2 separate regions of the Triticum aestivum genome follow, and region 1 is linked to region 2. Evidence: chromatin contacts called from public Hi-C data. All regions are on one chromosome and are shown on one strand. The core of a region is the stretch at or near the end of the contact, and the rest is flanking DNA. Distances in the headings are between cores, read along the strand shown. Region 1 holds the start of LOC123077989 (kinesin-like protein KIN-14A). Region 2 holds the start of LOC123077986 (GDSL esterase/lipase At4g10955).

The links. Hi-C and Micro-C count contacts between places; a contact is called where the count stands out from the background.
Region 1: a Hi-C map of leaf shows a contact between it and region 2, with 2.7 times the contacts expected there. The contact joins the promoter of LOC123077989 here to the promoter of LOC123077986 in region 2. A contact is called at or near these places in 3 of 5 Hi-C or Micro-C datasets (leaf and root).

What each region holds. Positions count from the first base shown.
Region 1 is chr3D:153,297,946-153,301,228 of IWGSC CS RefSeq v2.1, reverse strand. It overlaps LOC123077989 (kinesin-like protein KIN-14A), which reads right to left and starts at 1,633. Exons shown (of 19, transcript XM_044500375.1): 1 at 1,422-1,633; 2 at 355-641; 3 at 16-271. The coding sequence starts at 1,488.
Region 2 is chr3D:153,169,090-153,172,405 of IWGSC CS RefSeq v2.1, reverse strand. LOC123077986 (GDSL esterase/lipase At4g10955) reads left to right here and starts at 1,620. Exons shown (of 2, transcript XM_044500370.1): 1 at 1,620-1,887; 2 at 3,018-3,316. The coding sequence starts at 1,760.

The sequences.
Region 1 (3,283 bases), core at 384-2,883, 130 kb before region 2:
AAGTGCATCACAAACCTTCCATGTTAGGACCCACGTTTTGAGAAGATTGTCCCTCGGCATCAATCTCTGTCAAGTCTAGACACTTTTGAGGGGTAGAAGATCCTAAAGTGACATTTTCAGACTGAACATGAATTGCAGAGCGTGGTGCAAGAGGTGATTTCATATACTTGACTGGCCCATAGGTTCCGCTGCATTTCTTTCGCTCCTGATAGGACTTCAGAGAATTGACGCAATCAACTATCTTGCCCACTGACCCAGCATCAAGATTATCCTGCACAAACAACCAAATTAGCGTCGTGGCTAATGGGCATCGATCCATCATCAAGATTAACACGGTAAGGATAGCTAGCAAACCTTCTCCAAATCAGAGGCCTCAAAGCTCGGCAACTTTAGCGCCTGAACAGCAACCAAGAAATTGCGGATGTTCTCGAAATACTGAAAAGCCGTCGATGGCTGGCTATCGCAGGGGGCGTTTGCAACAACCTTTGGCACAACACCTGGCTGTATTTTGTTGATGGCCTTGCATAGGACAATGCCGTTTCTTAGAGCAGCGACAAATTCTTGTTCCGATGGGCAATGGGTAAGGCCGAAGGGCCCAACCATGCTCTCTAGCCAGGCTGCAGCCTGGTGCCGTCTCCATGCTTGCACAAACCAAAGCAAGAAGTACAGTGAGCCAATGAGATTTACACAAGCACAACTCCATGTGTTGGAAATTGTGGCATGTTAAACTAAACATGGTAGTATTGGCTACATATGCAAGGAAATGCAGTAATGCGGCGTTCTAGCTGCAAGAATGGCACTCTTGCATTAAAAGTGTAATTAGAACTGGCCAACTGCACAATCTGATTTAGGATTTTTCTCCGCAACTACCATTGTTTTTCTTACAGAAATGAAAGCATGCATAATAATAATAATCGGAATAAAAGCTGCACTTTCACTGCTTTGCACGGGTTCTTGGAGCAAAGATAGCAGCGACAGATTCAGGAATCACCGAAACGTACTGCGGAACTAGGGTTGAAGGCACAGCAGCACGTCTGAGTCTGACGAACCCCGATTTGTACAACGAACTTCCGCCAACAAGTGCATCGATTTGACCCATAAGAAGCAGGGGGGGAAATTAATCGCTGCGCCTCAGATGGCACAATATCCAGAGGATCCCGTGATTCAATATGGTATCCAGAAATGGAACCGCGCGATTCCCGCGAGCCCTCCGCCAAAGTTACTAAAACAAACGCGCCCCAAAATGGCCACGCGCTCGCTTCAGCGCAAACCCGCCCAGAACCGAACCAAAACGAGGCGCAGCAAGAAAGAAGAAGAAGATGCGCCGCAGGAATCTCAAAGGAAGCACCGCGCTACAGCCTACAGGGATGAACCGATCAAGCAAGAAGCCATGGATGGGGGGCGACGAGAGATCTGCGTACCAGCCTCCTCCGTCTTCCGCGACGCGAAGCGGCCGTCGCGGAACGACACCCTCCGCGCCTCCGCCATGCGCCTCCGGCCCTCCGCCCTCCGCTCGGGTCCCGGCGCGCCTCCGCGTAGGCTTCTGGAAGCTTCGATTCGGGAGCAGCGCGCCGCGTGGGGAGGGAGGGGAGAGAGAGGGGGGAGGGGTTTGAATTCGAAACTGTGGGGTGCGTCGGTGGGGCCTGCCCGAGGCGGTTAAAGGTGTCCGGGATCTCGACACCGCCCCCCGAAGATCGGACGGACAGGGAGGGCTCTGCTGGCTCGGGGTCTGTGCGTGTGCGGCGCCGGCCAGTCAACGGCTGTGGCCAGACAGTCGGACGCAAGTTCAGTTCAGGTGGTGCTCCTCCGTGACGGGTGCACCGACCATGCCGACGTTCCTGGTACCCTACTATCGGCGGTATCGTCTGAATGTAAACAAGATACACCATATTTACTTCTGCAATCTGAGCTATCATTTCGCTCGATTCCAATCTGAGCATATCCCGATCATTATACTAGTTCAAGTAGCAAAGGTGTTTTATGTTCCAATCTGACCATATCGAGATCATAATTACAGTATTGCTTGTTTGTTTTCTCTCTTTCTATTGCACAAGGTCCCCTTGCATCGAATCTGATTTAACTTATTCTTTTGCTCTTTTATTGTGAGATCTCATTGTTGCGACTATTTTGCTAATGACGCCTCCCTGACGCCTCCCTAATCTCATGTTATATGCACGACAACAATAGTGGCACCATTCTGTGGACGAGACTTTTTTTTTTTTAAAACGAAGACGCTAGGAGCGTCCGGCTTTAAATTAATAAAGCCCACAACGGAACAGGCAGAGTGCCAGTCACACGGTCATAACACTGCGGAGACAAAAGCCAGGGCTATGCGTAGCAACATAAGACTAAGGCCCTGTTTGGTTCAGCTTTTATCGACGGATTCCACTGCAGCGCAGCAGAATCTGAACCAATGGGCGAACCCAGCAGAATCCGATTCCAGAAATCTGCTGCCAAAATTTGAACCAAAAGCGGAAGCAGCCCAGGACGTGCTTTCCAAAATATGATTCCGATGCGGGCCAAAATCTGAAACAGCTGTATCAGCTGGTTTGTCAAATGACCTACATCTTTTTCACATCAGATTTTCCACATCTGTTTTTCCACAGCAGATTTTTCACAACTGCTTTTAGAAATCCACAGCCGAACCAAACAGGGCCTAAAGGTTCTAAGCCTGGCAGCGATCGCGTTACAAGGCCGAAGCCCATGGCCTGGAGTGCGCAGACTCGCCAACAAAATACGTTCCCCATCCTTAGGTTGGCAACACCGGCTCCCTAGCCGCAACATAGACTTGGTGAACACGAACTTGGGCAAGCTTCATGAGACCAGCGTCCTTCTGCTTCACCAACGGACTCCATTGCTGCAAGAGGATATAGCATTTGTATATGATGTTAGCTGGGTGCGACGGGTACTGTCCTTCGATGGTAAATTTGTTACGGGTCAGCCACAAGGACCAAAGCATCGCTCCTATACTAGTCCAAAGCACCCTCTTGCCCTGACCCTGAACCGAGTCCAGGAGATCCACAAGCTCGGACGAGGAGCGCGGGTCCAAGAGACCCCAGCCGCCTCGCGCATTGCACTCCAAGCGAAACGCGCCAGAGTACATTGGAAGAAAACGTGATTCGCATCCTCAGGGTTCCCACACAGCGCGCACGGCCCTGTTGCCGGACCGTTCCTTTTAGCAATGTTAATGGAGGTAGGGAGACGGTCACGGAGCAGTTGCCAAAGAAATACTTTGATCTTCAGCGGCACGCGCGCTTGTCAAAGACCTTTAACCTCTCTCTGT
Region 2 (3,316 bases), core at 371-2,870:
GCCCACAACAGATTGATCAGGCATTATTTTGCGGAGAATCCCACATACCCCGAGTCGTATTTTCGTCGCCGGTTTAGGATGAGCACCGAGTTGTTCAGGCGCATTGCAGAGAAACTAGCGAGCCATGACCGCTTTTTTCAGCAAAGGAGGAATGCCGCCGGAGAGCTCGGGCATAGCACCTTTCAGAAGGTGACAGCCGCTTTGCGTATGTTGGCATACGGTATACCGGCTGATCTAGTTGATGATCACTTGGCTATGGGTGAGAGCCAAGCCATCATGTGTGTCAAGCGTTTCGCAGTCGGAATTGTGCAAGTGTTTGGCGAGGAGTATTTGAGATATCCCAATGCTGAAGACGCCGCAAGGCTATTGGCAATGAACAAAGCTCGCGGCTTTCCTGGCATGCTTGGCTCAATAGATTGCATGCATTGGAGTTGGAAGAATTGTCCAAAGGCATGGCATGAGCAATTCCACGGCCAAAAAAAGGGTTCCACTATAATCCTTGAAGCGGTGGCCGATCAAGAGACTTGGATTTGGCATGCATTCTTTGAAATGCCTGGATCTTTGAATGACATCAATGTTGTCAACCGGTCACCACTGATGAATAAGATTGCAAATGGTGAGTTGCCACCGGTGCAGTTTGTAGCAAATGACCGTACATACAACTATGGCTATTATCTAGCGGATGGCATCTATCCAAAGTGGCAAACCTTTGTCAAGCTGTTGAAAAAGCCAGAAGGTAAGAAAAATCTTGATTTTCACAATGCTCAGGCGGCGGCTAGAAAAGATGTGGAGAGAGCTTTTGAGATTTTGCAAGCCCAATTTGCTATTGTGACAGGACCGGCTAGATTTTGGGATCAGAAAATGCTTTGGTACATCATGCACGCTTGTGTGATCATGCATAACATGATCATCGAGAATGAGCGTGGGCAAGATGTAGACTACTCTCAGTATGAGCTCTTGGGACATCCCGTGCGAGTGCGACGGAAGGCTGAAAGGGTGGCCCGTTTTGTTGCCTCCTATCATGCCATTCGACGTCCCGCAGCGCATAATGATCTTCAGAAGGATCTCATTGAGGAGTGGTGGGCATGGAATGGACGACAAAGAGCATCATGATTTGTGCGTTCGATATTGTATTGTTGAACTATTTGTTGTGTTTACTATTTGTTATATTGAACGATAAACTGTTTGTTTGAGTTATAATAACGAAATTGAACTATTTATTTTGATTTGTTTTTGTTTTTGTTTGATCTTTTTGCTTCTGTTTTGGAATGCATATGTTGTTTGTGCCAGAGTCGCGCGCGCTGCATTTTTGCGCACTGCTGAAGCTGCGCGCGCTACTTTTAGCGCGGCTGCTGGAGCCAGCGCTGCGCGCCGCGCTAAACCAGACGATGGACGCGCGACAAAGCAGTTTTTAGCGCGCGGTGCGTTCGGCGCCTGTTGGAGATGCTCTAACCGTACGACGGTAGGAGACCGTTTGGCCCTCACTCTTTTTCGAGGATGCCACGCTACCACTTCTGTATGCCAATAAATAAATAAATTGCCGTCACTTTCTTTCTTTTCCTAAAATAATACAAGGAGATCCCCTACGACACGCTTCGGCTCGTAATAAGCAGACAAAAGAGGTTCGCAGTAAGAAATGACCAGTGGCTGGCGCGTCGCGCGTGAGCAGTAGCAAAGAAAAGCGCCGTGCGGAACCCAGCCGTTGACGAAACCGAGTACCCTACGCCTTCCTTCCTCGGCGCCCTTTCCTTCACCGCTAATGCACCGCCACTCCTCCGCCCAAGAGGCGCAGGCGATGGGCAGCAACGGAGGCGGCGCCAAGCCGCCGGCGTGGGAGTTCCACACCACGGGGCCTCGCAACCTCTCCAGCCCCGGCCGCTCTGCCTGGTTCGCTCCCACTCCCACTCCCTCCTCCCTTCCCCTCCCCCCTAGAACGCATGGCACGATAGCGCGTACTGTCCGCCGCCGCCGCCGCGTACTGTTGGTAACAATCTGCGTGCGGGTTATTCCAAATCTGAACTATGTCGTCTTGATTTGCAAGTCTAGGTTTGGGGATTCTTAGCGTAGTCTGTCTGAGCACGCCGTCAAAGCCACCCTCGCTGTCTGCCGTCCGCTGAAATGCCCACTCATGTTATCCCTATTTCTCGCCTCGCCCTCTGTCGAAGCTGAAATACTGTCTTGGCCGTGGCTGTCTATCTTGCCTGTTGTTTTGTTTGAGTCAGCTGGGATGCAAAAGGCGTTGTTTCATATGACACTGGTTGGCATCGATATGGGGAATGGGGCGTAAAGAGTTTTCACAACAAACTAGCAGGGCCGATGGCCAATGGGCAGGTAATCCTGTAGAATTCAGGCCCTATGAGTGTGATATCGGATCCTGTTCAAAGGATTACAAGTGGAAGCAGTACCTATTGTTGGTGATAAGGGACAGTGTACTTGATCAAAATAGATGCGACATGTTATACTACTCAGAATAGGGCCCAACCACACATTTTCATAGGACCCAAGCCCTATAGGATTTCTTTTGTGCCCAGTGTATGTTGTCAGTGTCGATGTTTTACTCTAAATTTCCATCATCTAAGTGTCATGAGTGTAGAAAGCATGTTTTTCTCACTGGTCAAGGCTGCCAACACGTTGACTGAAGGAGAATCAGTATTAATGCATTATATAAGTTTTAACTTTTTGCCACGTTAGACTTTATTAGTTGTGTGACAGGGAATTGTGTCATGAGCGTGTCATGAGCTTTTAAGGCCTTAGTATCACTTGTTAAGAAAAAATAAGATTAGTAAATAAAAGGATGGCATGGTTCTTGCTCTCCATATAATTTGTTGTAGATGTTATGTAAATAAATGCTGTTGAAATATACCTAAACTTAGTGTTTAATCTAAGGAGTGTTATTCTTCCGATATCTTACTCTGCTTGTATTTTTGGTCACTTCAGCCATTGCTGGAGGCCATGCCTTTTTACAACAAGGCTAGTGATGTGTGTAGTACTGATGAGCAAATATAATGACTCCGCAGGAAAAATCCCAACTACAGAAGAATTGCAATTTCATGTTTAGTGCAGGCAGCGTACGTATTGGAGTTTGACAGGCAAGAGAACAGAACTGGTGAAACTGCCATTGCTCCTAACTGGTGGAAGCCATTTAAATACAAGCTGGTGCGCCTTCTAATTGATTCCAGAGACGGATCCATATATGGGGCACTTCTAGAATGGGACCAGGTTGCTGCACTATCAGACTGGATAATGCGGAGACCTGTTGGTGCTCCAAAGGCTGTCCTGGCACTGAGGGGAACTGTCCTGAAGCAGTCAACTGTTG